2 separate regions of the Mus musculus genome follow, and region 1 is linked to region 2. A link is a contact called in public HiChIP or PLAC-seq data. All regions are on one chromosome and are shown on one strand. The core of a region is the stretch at or near the end of the contact, and the rest is flanking DNA. Distances in the headings are between cores, read along the strand shown.

Evidence for each region. HiChIP or PLAC-seq counts read pairs in DNA pulled down with a chosen protein or histone mark.
Region 1: a contact with region 2 is called in an H3K27ac HiChIP or PLAC-seq map of extraembryonic endoderm stem cells, with 7 times the contacts expected there. The contact joins the promoter of Ptpn11 here to the promoter of Slc8b1 in region 2. A contact is called at or near these places in 1 of 39 promoter capture datasets (liver), 3 of 115 datasets of contacts at active chromatin or transcription factors (extraembryonic endoderm stem cells, microglia and pancreatic cancer cells) and 2 of 9 other capture datasets (adipose tissue and liver).

The regions. Positions count from the first base shown.
Region 1 is chr5:121,189,825-121,197,034 of GRCm38.p6, reverse strand. Ptpn11 (protein tyrosine phosphatase, non-receptor type 11) reads left to right here and starts at 5,638. Exons shown (of 16, transcript NM_001109992.1): 1 at 5,638-5,833. The coding sequence starts at 5,820.
Region 2 is chr5:120,507,936-120,514,822 of GRCm38.p6, reverse strand. It overlaps Slc8b1 (solute carrier family 8 (sodium/lithium/calcium exchanger), member B1), which reads right to left and starts at 3,631. Exons shown (of 16, transcript NM_133221.2): 1 at 3,540-3,631; 2 at 1,491-1,703. The coding sequence starts at 1,646.

The sequences.
Region 1 (7,210 bases), core at 4,389-6,888, 680 kb before region 2:
GAGGCAGAAACATTGGGTCCTCTTGGAAGGCCATGGGGGAAAACCCTTCGTGGGGAGGAAATAGATTACTCCATAGTGTGTGGGGGTGGAGACTGAAGTCTCTCAGCATGGGAGGAGTGTCACAGAGTATGAGATAAGTAGGGGGAAGACGAGGGATTGGAGAGGTGACCTGGCATTAGACCGTGCTTTTGATCCAAATATTTGGGCTGTACCCTTAGAGGCTATTGAAAGATTCAATATAAACAGCACTGGTGCTGCCCTGTAGATCAGATCATGTACTCCTCAGTGTCTGTGAGGAGGAGGGATTTTATAGCCTGCATGTAAAATGGTGCAGGCATAAAACCTAGACATGGCTGTCATATACTTTGAATCCTTCTCTAGACACTGTATACATAGTGTCTGGTCCATTAAATATAGTTGTCTGGCTGTATTGTTTAGGAGACGATAATGAGAAACTGAGGCTGGGGCTGTAGCTCAGTGATAGCATGCTTGACCAGCATGAGAGGGGAGCTCTGGGTCAACCTTATTTAAGCATGGGAATAGTGTGCCTAAAATCCCAGCGCTCCTTGGGAGGCAGAGACAGGAGGATCAGGAGTTCAAGGCTAGCCTTGGTTATATATCGAGTTTGAGGCTAACTAAGTGAAACCCTATTTCAAAAGCAAGCAGGCAAGAAGATAAGAGAGGATGAAGAAAAAGGAGTAAAAAGAAGCCACCTGGATTTTGGCTATTGTATAAAGGATTAGGAATGGCAGAGCTGTTGGGGCTCTGGAGAGATGGTTCAGTGGTTAAGAGCACTGACTGCTCTTCCAAAGGTCCTGAGTTCAAATCCCAGAAAAAAACAAAAAAACAAATAGGAATGGCGCAGCTGTAACTCTAAAGTCAATGTAACTTTACTTACCTCTGTGGCCTGGATTTGGTAACTGCTTGAACTTTTTTTTTTTTAATATAGAATAGAGTTTATTCAGGGCATGGAGAGGGGAGTTAAGAGAGTAGCAGAGGCAGAGAAAGGCAGAGAGAAGGAGAGAGTAGAGAAGTAGAGGCCGGCCATGACCACCACGTGAAGAGAGGGGGGAAGGGAATGGGAAGAGAGGGGGAGCAAGGGGGCAAGAGGCACGGGAGAGAAGCAGGAGTAAGAGTGCTTGAACAGTTTTTATAAATATGATATAGAAATTAATTGGCAAGCCGGGCGTGGTGGCTCACGCCTTTTATCCCAGCACTCAGGAGGCAGAGGCGGGAGGATTTCTGAGTTTGAGACCAGCCTAGTCTACAGAGTGAGTTCCAGTACAGCCAGGGCTATACAGAGAAACCCTGTTTCAAAAAAAGAATTAAATTATTTTGTCCCAGTTAGGCTCACTTATAGTCCAGGCTGGCCTTGAACTATTATAAAGCCAAGAATGTCATTGAGAGGGCTGGAGAGATGGCTCAGCGGTTAAGGGCACCGACTGATCTTCCAGATGTCCTGAGTTCAATTCCCTGCAACCACATGGTGGCTCACAACCATCTGTAATGGGATCCGATGCCCTCTTCTGGTGTGTCTGAAGACAGCTACAATGTACTCAGGTATATAAAATAAATAAATCTTAAAAAAAAAAAGAATGCAATTGAATTTCTGATCCTTCTGCTCCTAGCTTCCGAGTGCTCTATTGGCATGTGCACTAAGTGTGCCTTGCTTTACATGTGTACGTGTGTGAGTGATGTGTGTGTGAATGTGTCTGTGGGATTTTTTGATGTCTGTGAGTGTATGTGATTGATGTGTGTGTGTAAATATGTAATGTGTATGTGTATTTGTGCAAATATGTGTGTGTGAGTGTGTGTATCATGTACATATGTGCTTGCTGATGTGTAGACTGAGCAGCACCCAGGTGGAAGTCAGTGGACAATTTTCAGAAGCCAGTTCTCACCTTCCATGGTGAAACTCCATTTCCCTGAGTACAAGCCAAAGCTACAGATAGCCTGCAGGACAGAAGTCCACAACTACCCTCTCCTCTCCTGACACCCCAGAAGAGGGCATCAAATGTGGTTGCTGGGATTTGAACTCAGGACCTTCGGAAGAGCAGTCCGTGTTCTTAACAGCTGAGCCATCTCTGCAGACCAATATATATTTTTTAATTCAATTTTTTTACTTATTCACTTTATATCCCACTTTCTGCCCCACTCCCAGGTACCCAATCTCACAATCCTTCCCCTACCCACCCTTCTCTTCTCCTCTGAGCAGGTGAGGCCCCCTCTGCCCTGGCACTTCAAGTCTCTTCAAGGCTAGGTGCATCCTTTCCCACTGAGGCCAGACAAGATAGCCCTGCTAGAAGAACATATTCCACATACAGGCAACAACTTTTGGGACAGTCCCTGCCCCAGTTGTTGGGGACCACATGAAGACCATGCTGCACATCTGCTATGTATGTGCAGGGAGGCCTAGGTCCAGCCCATGCATGTTCCTTAGTTGGTGTTCAGACTCTGAGATCCCCAAAGGTCCAGGTTAGTTGATTCTGTTGGTCTTCTTGTGGAGTTCCTATCCCCTTTGAGGCCCAGCAATCCTTCCCTTCCTCCTACTCTTCCATAAGAGTCCCTAAGCTCCATCCACTATTTGGCTATGGGTGTCTGTATCTGTCTGAGTCAGCTGCTGGGTGGAGCCTCTCAGAGGACAACTTGATCCTGTCTGCATGGTTCAGGAGTCTGATGAAGGTGGAGGAGAGGTCTAATTTATCTTTTTAAGACAGGGTCTTTCTATGTAGTACTGGCTGCCTAGAGCTCACCTTGTAGATAGACTAAGCTGGCCTTAAACTCACAGAGCTCCTCTTGCCACTGCCTTCTTCTTTTTTTTTTTTTTTTCTCCTCGAGACAGGGTTTCTCTGTGTAGCCCTGGCTGTCCTGGAACTCACTCTGTAGACCAGGCTGGCCTCGATCTCACAGTGATCTGCCTGCCTCTGCCTCCCAAGTGCTAGGATTAAAGGCGTGTGGGCCATCACTGCCTGGCTTTTTTCTCTGCCTCCTTTTCCAGTCTCATTTCTACCTCCCCTTCTTCCTGTTTTGGTTTGTTTCATTTCTTTGTGACAGTCCCTCTATATAGCCCTAGCTGTACTGGAACTTGCTCAATAGACCAGAATGGCCTATGGACTCAGAGACCCAGCTGCCTCTGCCTGTACTGGGATTAAAGGTGTGTGCTACGGCGCCTGACTCTCCCCTTTTCTAAGCTCAGCTCTTTGTGTTCCTTCCTTGTCTTTCCACGTTACACAGAGACCTTTTCACAGTTTTCCAAGTACAGGCGATGACCCCTGCTTTAGGATCTTTGCAGTAGCCTCTTTCTTTCTTTCTTTCTTTCTTTCTTTCTTTCTTTCTTTCTTTTTTTTTTTTTGAATTTATATCTTCTAAATTATCCCTGCATATTGGTCTTTTACAGACAAGGGTTCATCTGACATTTCAGTGAAGCCCATGCTATCTAAAACTTAAAATGGTCATATGAGGGCAACAAGATACCGCAATAGGTCAAGGTGTTATCAGTACAGGACTGTTGACCTGAGTTAGATCCCTGGGACTGACTCTAAAGGTGTTCCCTGACTTCCACACACACATTCTGAGGCATGTACTTGCTCCATGCCCCTCCTCCCAGTAATAATAATAAATGAAATTAAAGAAATGGTCATAGCCAGGCATGATAGCCAACACCTTTAATCCCAGCACTCAGGAGGCAGAGGCAGGTGGACCTCTGAGTTTGAGGCCAGCCTGGTCTATTTAGTGAGTTCCAGGGCCAGCCAGAACTACATAGTAAGACTCTGGCTGGAAAAAACAAAATAAAATAATAAAAAATGATCATGTTGTTAGTTCCTTTTGCTTTCCAGAGTTTTGCCTTCCCTGTTATCCACAGCCAACTGCAGTCTGAAGCCATGAAATTGGAAAGTTTCAGAAATAGTTCACCAATTTAATTTAAAAAATCTGTGTGTGGGTGCATGCAGGTGCTCACTGGGCTAGAAGAGGGTGTCTGGTCCTTTGGAGCTGGAGATAAGATAGTTAGTTATAAGTAGCCAGGTTGGTGCTGGGAATTGAAACCTAGTCCTCTGAGGAGCAACTATTTCTCTCTCTCTCTCTCAATCTCTCTCTCTCTCTCTCTCTGAGACAGGGTTTCTCTGTATAGCCCTGACTGTCCTGGAACTCACTCTGTAGACCAGGCTGGCCTCGAACTCAGAGATCCACTTGCTTCTGCCTCCCAAGTGCTGGGATTAAAGGCATGCACTACCACTGCCTGACTTTTGGGCAGCTAACTCTCTTATCTGCTGATCCATCTATGTAGCTTCTAGTTCATCAGTTTCATAACTTTACACTTCATTAAGATGGAGCTGTTCAAGAAAGCCACATTCATCTAACAAAGTCCCCCTCCCCAACCCCCGTAGCAGCGTACTGGTACTAACAATTTGGACATTTGGAAGGAGAAGTTATGAAGTGTTTCTTTGAAGTGAAAAGGTCAGATTTCTTAATTTAGAAAAAGGATCACTTGTTAGGATTGCTAATCCCGGTATGGGTGAAACTGCAAAAAACATTTGTGTTAATTTTAGTTCAAGTTGTAAAAGTATGGCCGTGGTACATAGGTTGTCTCTTTTCTCATAAACAAACAAAACAAAAAATATTCAACGGGAGAGGCTGGTGAGATGGCTCAGCAGTTAAGAATACTGAGTGCTTTTTCAGAGGTCTTAAGTTTTGTTTCCAGCACCCACATGACAGCTTACAACTGCCTGTAACTCCAGTTCCAGGAACTGTTGTTCTTTTCAGATCTTGGGCTCTAGGCACTCATGCAGTTACACACATACTTACATGCAAGGCAACCACTAATACACTAAACATTAAAAAATACAAAGTAATATATATATATATACATATATATTTCTAGCCGGGCGTGGTGGCGCATGCCTTTAATCCTAGCACTCGGGAGGCAGAGGCAGGCAGATTTCTGAGTTTGAGGCCAGCCTGGTCTACAGAGTGAGTTCCAGGACAGCCAGGGCTACACAGAGAAACCGTCTCATAAAACCAAAAAAAAAAAAAAAAAAAGTAATATATATTTCTTTTTGACAGGGTCTCCCTACTTAGATGTCCTGGAACTCACTATACAGACCAGGCTGGCCTCGATTTCACAGTGATCCACTTGCTATTGCCTACCTAGTGCTGGAATTAAAGGCGTACGCCACCTTGCCGGGCAAAAGGAGTAAATCATAAAACATTATGTGTATGGATATGTGCCCGTGAGTGCAGTGCCCGAGGAGCCACAAGAAGAGAACGGCGGATCCGGTAGAACCAAATTTACAGAAGGTTGTGGGCTGCCCCATACAGGTAGGTGTTGGGAATCGAACTCGTGTTCCCCCTCCCTTATTTGTTTGCTTCTTTTCCCGTGTGCAGCCGCCCTGGATGCATATTGTGTATTGTGTCCTCGCACCTATGTGCGACGTCCCCGTTTAGAAGAATCGTCCAGGCGTTCACGGGTGTAGCCGCACCGATTCAGAGGAGGAATCCCACACCAAACTCCCTAGCACTGCTCAGGGCCCCGCAAACCGGAAGCAGATAGTGGCCGTGGCGGCGGCGCGCGATGACGTCACGCAGGCGCCGGCGGCCAGGGGCGGGGGCGCGGGCGAGGGCGGAGCGAGCCGGGCGGCGGGGCGGCCGCGCAGTGTCCGGGATCCAGGCCTGGCAGGGGGTTGTGCGCGCGCGGCCGGCCGGCTCTGCCCGCACCCGTGTCGGCTCCGGAGCGGGGCCTCGCTCGGGCCCCCTCCATGTGACGGTACCCCGCGGAGCCTGAGCGAGCAGCGGGTCCGTGCGGAGCCGGAGACGGGAGGAACATGACATCGCGGAGGTGAGCCGCCCGCAGGGGCCGGGCCGCGGCCTGGGTCCCCGCTGCCTCTGGACTGCGCGGGCCGCCGGGGGTCACACCGGGGACTCCCCGTCGGCTTGGCTTCCCCGCCGCCCCGCCCGCGGGTCCCCATTCATTTCCTGCCGCCCCGAGTTCCTGCTCCCGCGGCCCGGGATGCCCGTGGGGACACCCGCGGCCCCGGCCGGCCGCCGCATTCCTGACCCATTGCCTCATGAGCGTCGCCTCCTGGGGATTCCGAAATAACCCCGCGCGCTCGGGGAGGCGCCCGGGCCACCGCGGGGCCTTCACACAGGACCCTTTCAGGTGCCCCCTTTTTGCGTCTTCGCCCTCGCCCCCAAGTGCCAGAAGTGGGAAAACTGAAGCTCTCTGCAGCGGCTGGGAGTGTTCCCTCCCCACTGTGATCTTTGCTTTGAAAGGTGGGAGGAAAGGGAACCGTATCTGGCCGTGGGATTGTCCCCTCTGTTTGACGAATGTGGAAACTGAGGCTCGGGAATAACGTGCTCGTCACAGGACAGGATTTGAAGCTTAGATTGGAGGCGAATGAGTGAGTTTCCACTTCAGGGTAACGAGACTCCATTAGTGACATTGACTTTGCTCTTACTAGAAGCCAGCTTAACGCGTACCGCAGTGGTACGAGGTGGGTGGTGGAATCCCTTTCCTAAACATGACCAAATTGAGTTTTCAGGATGAAGTACATTGTGGCATGTTACCTGGTAAGAGGTGCAAGTCTCTCACTGTGTTGCCCAGGTTAGCATCCAGTGTACATTTCCCCTTTATCTCAACCCCTTTAGCGCTGGGGTTACAGGCCGGATCACACTATAAGGACTTGTTTAGTTTTAAAATCAGCTTTAAGCCCGACGTGGTGGCGCACGCCTTTAATCCCAGCACTTGGGAGGCAGAGGCAGGCAGATTTCTGAGTTCGAGGCCAGCCTGGTCTACAAAGCGAGTTCCAGGACAGCCAGGGCTACATAGAGAAACCCTGTCTCGAAAAACAAAAACAAAAAACAAAACAAAACAAAACAAAAAAACCAACATTTTTATTGAGATAAGTTGCACCTGATTCGGCGGACAGTTTGATTAAACCTTGACTTATGCGTATACTTGAGACCATTACAGCAGTCAAGATAATGAACATATCCACGACTCCTGGTGAGGTTTCCCTCAGCTTGGTCTTACCAGTCCTCTGCTTTCCCTCCGACCACGGTTCTGTTGCTACCTTTCTTAGGATTTTAGATTAATGGCATTACACAAATATGAGCTGTTTTTTTTTTTTGTTTTTTGTTTTTTTTTTTTTTTTTGTTTGTTTGTTTTTTTTTGCGTTGGGGGCGGGGAGAGTCCTGATTTTTATTATTGAAAGTT
Region 2 (6,887 bases), core at 2,382-4,881:
AGTTCCAGGCTAGTCTGTCTACAGATTGAGATCCTGTCTAAAACACACACATACACACACACACACACACACACACACACACACACACACACACCAGCTACCAGCATGGCAGCTCATGTCTGTAACCCAAGCACTCAGGAAGCTTAAACAGTAAACATTGAACTCTTGAGTTTAGGCCACCCTGGGTAGCCTGGGCTACAGTGGGAGTAAGAACAGAACAGAACAGAATAGAACAAAACAAAACAAGGGCAGAGGTTGCACAACAGCATACACTGAGGGTGGTGGCCCTCAGGCTCCAGGCACAGGGTCAAATGTCTGGCACTGGATGTGTTGATGGAGCTTGCCCTGGAGGCCGATGCCCTAAAGAGGAAGATTTGGTTTGTCACCAGGGACTCATGGGGCCACTTCACTCACAGCCAACTTCACATCCTTGACCCGCAGAATCAGAACAGTAGCAACCAAGTTTATAAGCCAGTAACCGCAAACCGCCCACCCATCTGTAAAACCGGCTTAATTGCCCAATGGCCTTCTCATAGGGTGGGGTGGAGATACCCCTGCCTTGTAAACTTGGTGTAGGCGGCGCTTGAGCCTGTGATTTCTGACATGGAAAACACAGGTGTCAGGGCACAACTCAGTGGGTAGGATTACATGCCTAGCATGCTTGAGGCCCTGCATAATTCTACCCATGGTTCTACATAAAGCAGCCAGGCATGGTGACACACGCCTGGGATCCTAGCTCTCAGGAGCCGAAGGCTGGAGGATCAGTTCAGAGTTACTCTCCACTATGTTGTGAGTTTGAACCAGCCTGACAACCATCCCTCTGCTCCACACCCTCCTCTGGCTCCCGACTCTCACCCTCCAGCCTCAGTCCACAAAGCCTTTTTATCTTAAAAAAAAAAGATTTATTTATTATTATACATAAGTACACTGTAGCTGACTTCAGACACACTAGATCTCATTACGGGTGGTTGTGAGTCACCATGTGGTGGCTAGGATTTGAACTCAGGACCTTTAGGAAGAGCAGTCAGTGCTCTTACCCGCTGAGCCATCTCACCAGCCCCACAAAGCCTTTTATAATCAGGCCAACATCACCTTTCCACCCACCCGGTTAAACCTTATACATACTGATCAGCCCTTCCAGCCTCCTCGCTGTTCGGGAACACACTAAGCTAGAACCTGCCACCAGGCCTTTGCACTTGTTCCTAGCCTTTCCCCCACATGTCTGTCCCGTCAAAGAGGCTTTCCTCCTTTCCTTTAAAGCCTGGCTCCAAGATGACTGGTTCACAGAATAAGTTTGTCACAGACCACCGACCACTGCGGAAACGCACAGCCTCCCCACACACTGTTACTGGCCACACAGCTCACAGTTCTCTGAAATCTCTAACTTTATCTGAGGATTCCTGTAGATCCCAGGGTTGTAATGATTAGCTGGGACTACAACAGACACGCCCCCAACCCGACTCGCCTTCCTGCCCCGACCAGGTACTCACATCCGCCATGGCAGTCTGGTTGACACTTCCAGCTGAAAACTGGATGTGTCCATGGGCTTTTGTGGATGGGTCTCCGGTCCCAGACGCCGTCTCCAGTATCAGAGCCACACAGAGGAAGACAGGAGCCCAGAGCAGAGCCAGCCATCTGCTTGCCATGGGCCCCTTGAGGCCTGACCAGAGCCCTCTCTGCTCACGGGCTGGCTGCTCTAGTGCCTGCAGGGTAGGGTAAGAGGAGGGGATTTTAGCATATGCATGGCCTCAGGAGGAGGGGCCCAGAGACCTTTCCCAGCTAAGCCAAGTCCCTATCCACCCATTTAGAAACCCCATTCCATTCCGTAGCCCTCCTGGGCCTGCATCACGTGCTTCCTGTTCTGGAGCACCACACCCACAACCCATAGGTGACTCCGAGATCTGCCCCTCACCCGGACATCAGGTCTGCAAGAAGCTTAGGGAACGAGCCAGACTGTATGAGAAATATTCACTTGCAAGAACTAGGAACTCAGACTTTCGGAATTTTTTTTTTCTCCTTTTTTGGGTGGGACATCAAAGATGGACCCCAGCGACTTATATATGCTAGGCAAGCACTCTACCACTGGGCTATAATCCCAGTGATTTTTAGTTGTTTGTTGAGTCAGGCTAGCCTGGGAATTCATGAGGTAGCCCAGGCTGCCCTTGAGCTAGTGACCATCCTCTTGCTTCTAGTTTGGAAGTGTCGGGATTATAAATTTGAAGCACGACCCCCTTCTACCCTATTCCTACTTTTTGTTTTGTTTTGTTTTTCGAGACAGGGTTTCTCTGTGTAGCCCAGGCTGTCCTGGAACTCACTCCGTAGAGCAGACTGGCCTTGAACTCAGAAATCCGCCTGCCTCTGCTTCCCGAGTGCTGGGATTAAAGGCGTGTGCCACCACTGGCAGGGTCTCCTCTATCTGCTAGGCTGACCTTGAGCACATATTTCTTTTGCCTCAGCCTCTTGGGTGGCTGAGATGTCAGATGTGCACCAGCCCCTGGGTCCCAGCCTTAAAAGCACACATCTGAGGTGGACTTGGTTGTGATCAAAGACGGTATATCACACCTCACAACCTGCTGTGGTATCCTTCCATGGGGAAACTGAGGCACTGGGAAGCAACCTCACTCTCGGTTTTCACTGTCAGCTCAAGTGCCACACCACATTGCCCTCTCTGAGTGTTCACCAGGCTGTCCCCAGAGTCATGTGGCAAGGGAGAAAACCAGAAAGCCAACCGTCCTTGGATGGAGAAATCGAGGCCAGGAGGGAAGTGAGTTGCTCAAAGGCGCCTAAACTGGGACCAGCCGAATCGGCGGGTGGGGCTGCAATATGAATAACCCACTTCCTCCAGCCAGGGGGAAAGAGCTTTATTTTTCTGTCCAAGCAGAAAACTGGCTCCGAGTCTTAGGCAGGCTGCCCCAAGTGTTTTGTGCATTTTATTTTCTGCAAGCAGGGAGCCAAAGGCCATCTGAGCTTTATTTGAGGGGGTGTGATTCTTTACACAAGCATTTCTAAATCGCCACCCCCGGGGGGGGGGGGGAAGAGGGCAAAGGACAAGATAGGACCCCAGAGGAAGAAGGGAATACAGCCACTTCCTCACCTGTTGACAGAAAACGAGTCTCTCCCCTCCGCTTTCTAGCTACTCCACTTGGCACGGGCGTGGAGTGGAAAAACACAGAACCCTTCAGTTCCCTCTCTGCATTTTCTGGGTGGGCAGCCTGAGGGGAGGGGGGGCTGGGCTTATGGCCTCTGGGTCCGCATCTGTGAAATGGACTCTAGCGCTGACCCAAGGGACAGCCAGACACCGCGTCCTCAAGTCACCTCCACTCCAGTTTCTTCTACTCATTTCCAAATAAGCTCGCATGAAGCGCCTCCGGCAATGCGGACACCTGTGTGCTGCGGCGTTGGTGAAGTGGGCAGACTTGACGGCGAGGGATGGGGTTGGGAATCGGGAAGCACTTTCTGATTTTGGGGTCCCAGCTGAAAGCGGATTTGAGAAGCTGAAGTTGGAGCGACGAGTGCACAGGCTGCGAAGCTCCTCTTACCTCGGGCGGGGCCTGGATCCGCGACCTCGGAGTCTTCCTCTAGCCGGATGGCCAGCGCCACAACCTTCCGCCCCTAGAGTCCTGGCCCGGAGCAGCCTGGCCACGCCCCCACAACCTCCACTCCGCCTACTTGCCAGTCGGGCCACGCCCGAGCCTCTCTGTCCCCGCCCAAGACACGCCCTTTAAGGCTCGCCCCGCCCCAGCTCTTAAAGACACAGCCTCCCAGCCGAGGGTGGGGGTTGTGAGCTGTTCCCTGTTGTCTTCCCCATTCTCCACCTGCTTTCTGTCCCCAGCCTGTCACTTCTGCTTTCAGGTAGATGCTATATTGAAAGCACGTGGGTTATAGACTTCAGGAGGCCCGAGAGAAGTCTAAGGGGAGCGGGGGGGGGGGGGGGAGTTGGGGGAAGCTTAGAGTTTCTGTTACTGAGGGTGGTATGGAAGGGTGAGAGCTATAGTAAAGTAAGGGGAAACGTGGCATGGTGGTGGTGTATGCCCATAGTTCTGGCCTTTCAGAGGCAGAGGCAGGAGGATTGTGATATTAAGGCCAGTCTGAGCATCCCAGCAAGACATTTTCTCAGTATGACGGTAATAAAGGTGATGGTGATAATGATGGTGGTGGTGATGATTTAAACGGTCTCCTGCTGCCTGCAAGCAGTCTGGTTGTAGAGCCTGAAATGCCTGGATCTGACATTTGTCAGCATTCCCCTCTCCAGCACACACTAAGCCACCGAGCTGCACCCCAACCTAGAAGACTACAGCAAACATCAAGATGGGCAGTGGTATAGCCCTGCAACCTCAGCTTTTCTCAGGAGGCTGGGGGGATTAAAAACAAATTCAAAAAGCCTGACCAGGTTCCAGTTCAAGGGCAGCATCTGCATTTAGTAAGGCCGTTTCCCAGAATGCAAAGTGAAAAGGGGGGCTTAGGTGCGGTGGGAAATTCAGTGGCAGGGTGCTTGCTGAGTGTTCTCAGAGCCTTAGGATTAGTCCCCAGACCATGATTAATTAAAGAGCACGCCCAGCGGGGCTGCTGAGATGGCACAGTGGGTAATGATGTGGGCACTGATGCTAAGCCCCACGACCTGAGCTTGATCCCTAGAACCCAACAGTGACGAAGATCTTACTCCTGGAGGTTGTCCTCTGGTTTCCACATGTGTACCATGGTATGTGCACACACAGACACAGACACACACACACACACGCACACACACACACATGCATGTACACACAGACACACACATGCACACACACACATGTGTGCACACAGACACACGCACATATGCACGCCTGCACACACGTTCATGAACACACACGTGCTCGCATGTACGTGTACACACACACACAGTGTAAAGTATTAAACTGTGTTAAACTGTATCAGTAGTACTTCATCTGTCATGGTAAGAGTTGAACAGGTGGGAGGAAGAGGAAACTTCAGTCAGGATGTAAAGTAAAGAAAATGAAATCAAAATAGAGTTGAGTGGTAGAACTGCCAGAACCCCAGTTGCCGGCACCACTATGCTTTTCTGTGTCTTTGTTTGCTTGCTTTGAGATGGGATCTCACTAAGTAGAACCAGAACCAGCCATATAGACCAAGCTCACAGATCTGTCCTCTCGGCCTCCTAGTGCTTTACCACCAAAGGCATGTACCACCAAGGCTCACCATCCTCACCACAGTTCTCGAGTGCACAGGACCTGCTTCAAATGTGTCACGTGTCACAAAGAGCAGGGGCACGTGCGTGCGTGCACGCGCGCACGGGGTGGGGGACAGTATTGAATTCCTCCCCTGGAAGGGGAAGATTTCCGACATGTATCAGTTAGCTATTGCTGCGTAACAACCATTCCCAAAGTGACAGATCTAATCCACCAACATCTTAATATATGTCTGAGTGTCTGAGAGGCATGATTTTGGGAGAGTTGCCGTGTAAAGGTTCCGACCCAAGCCCTTCTTCTGCTTGCATGTCCAGCCCGAGCCCGAGGCTGCTCAGACATTTGCTTTTCTCTGCAGAGCCTCAGGGATTCTTCCCCGTGGACTCCCCATTTTACATAGCTGATTCCTGGGCTTCTCCAGCACAGGCTATGCCAAGGTAGATGTGTGCTCATAAGATACCTCAGGAGGAGTCAGTACAGGGGACTGGAGAGCAAAAGGAGAGCTAACTATACCCCCTTCTGGGAATTTATGGCAGAAGTTAAGAGTGCCACTTCCCCCATAGCCACTGTGGAGAGGGAAACAGCCCCTGACTCTCCCAGGGCATGTGAGATGACCAAGACTCTGCCGTGACCATATTTGGAAAGTATCAGCTGCCTCTGTGTTTTGGTCCACAGAAGTGTCCAGCAGGGGCTTTTGTGAGAACCAGAGTGGGACTATATTGTGTGTCAGGAAAGGAAAGGCCCCAAGTTCCACTGAGAGGATGACTGCCCAGGGCACCATGTGCGGGCTTGCCCTGTCTTCAGTCTCTATTTTGAGGCAAGCTCTCTCTGTGTAGCATAGTCTGCCTTGGATCCCTGATCAACCTCCTGAGTGCTTACATCACAAGCACATGCAGGCATGCAGCTCCTGCCCCCAGTCCCTTAGGAACTAACCCCAAGTCAATAAAAGCTGGGCTGGGCTGGGCTGGCCTGTAGTTTATTTGACCAGCATCAAAGCCCTGGGTTCCATCGCCTCTATTACATAAACCTGGCGTGCTAGGGCACACCTGTAATCCCAGCGCTCAGAAGAGGACTGGGAGGTGTGTTAGTCAGGGTTCTCTAGCGTCACAGAACATATGGAATGTCTCTCTATATTAGGGAAATTTGTTGTGATGATGTATGGTCTGTAGTCTAACTACCCCCAACAATGGGCAGCTGTGAATGGGAAGTCCAAGGATCTAGCAGTTGCTCAGTCCCACAAGGCTGGGTGTTTCAGCTGGTCTTCTGTAGAAGTAGGTTCCAACAGATGTGCTGGCAAGTAAGTGCAAGCAGGCAAGGAAGAGCAGATCTTCCTTCTTCCAATGTCCTTATATAGGTCTCCAGCAGAAGAGGTGGCCCAGATTAAAGGTGTGTACCACCATGCCTAAATCTGATATTTATTTTGTCCCAGGCTGCCCTTGAACTCGGAGGTCTCCTTGCCTTCCTCTCCTGGGATTAAAGGTGTATACTATCCTGCCCTGGCCTAAGCTTTTCATAGCCACTATGCCTCACCATCTCCATGCCAAGATCCAGGTCAGAAACCTGCGTCTTCCAGCCTCAAGACCTGGATCACAGGTGTGCCCTCCAGTACTAGATTGTAGTTCATTCCAGATATAGTCACGTTGACAACCAGGAATAGCCATTACAGGAGGTCTAGGTCAACCTTGGCTACTGAGTAAATTCAAG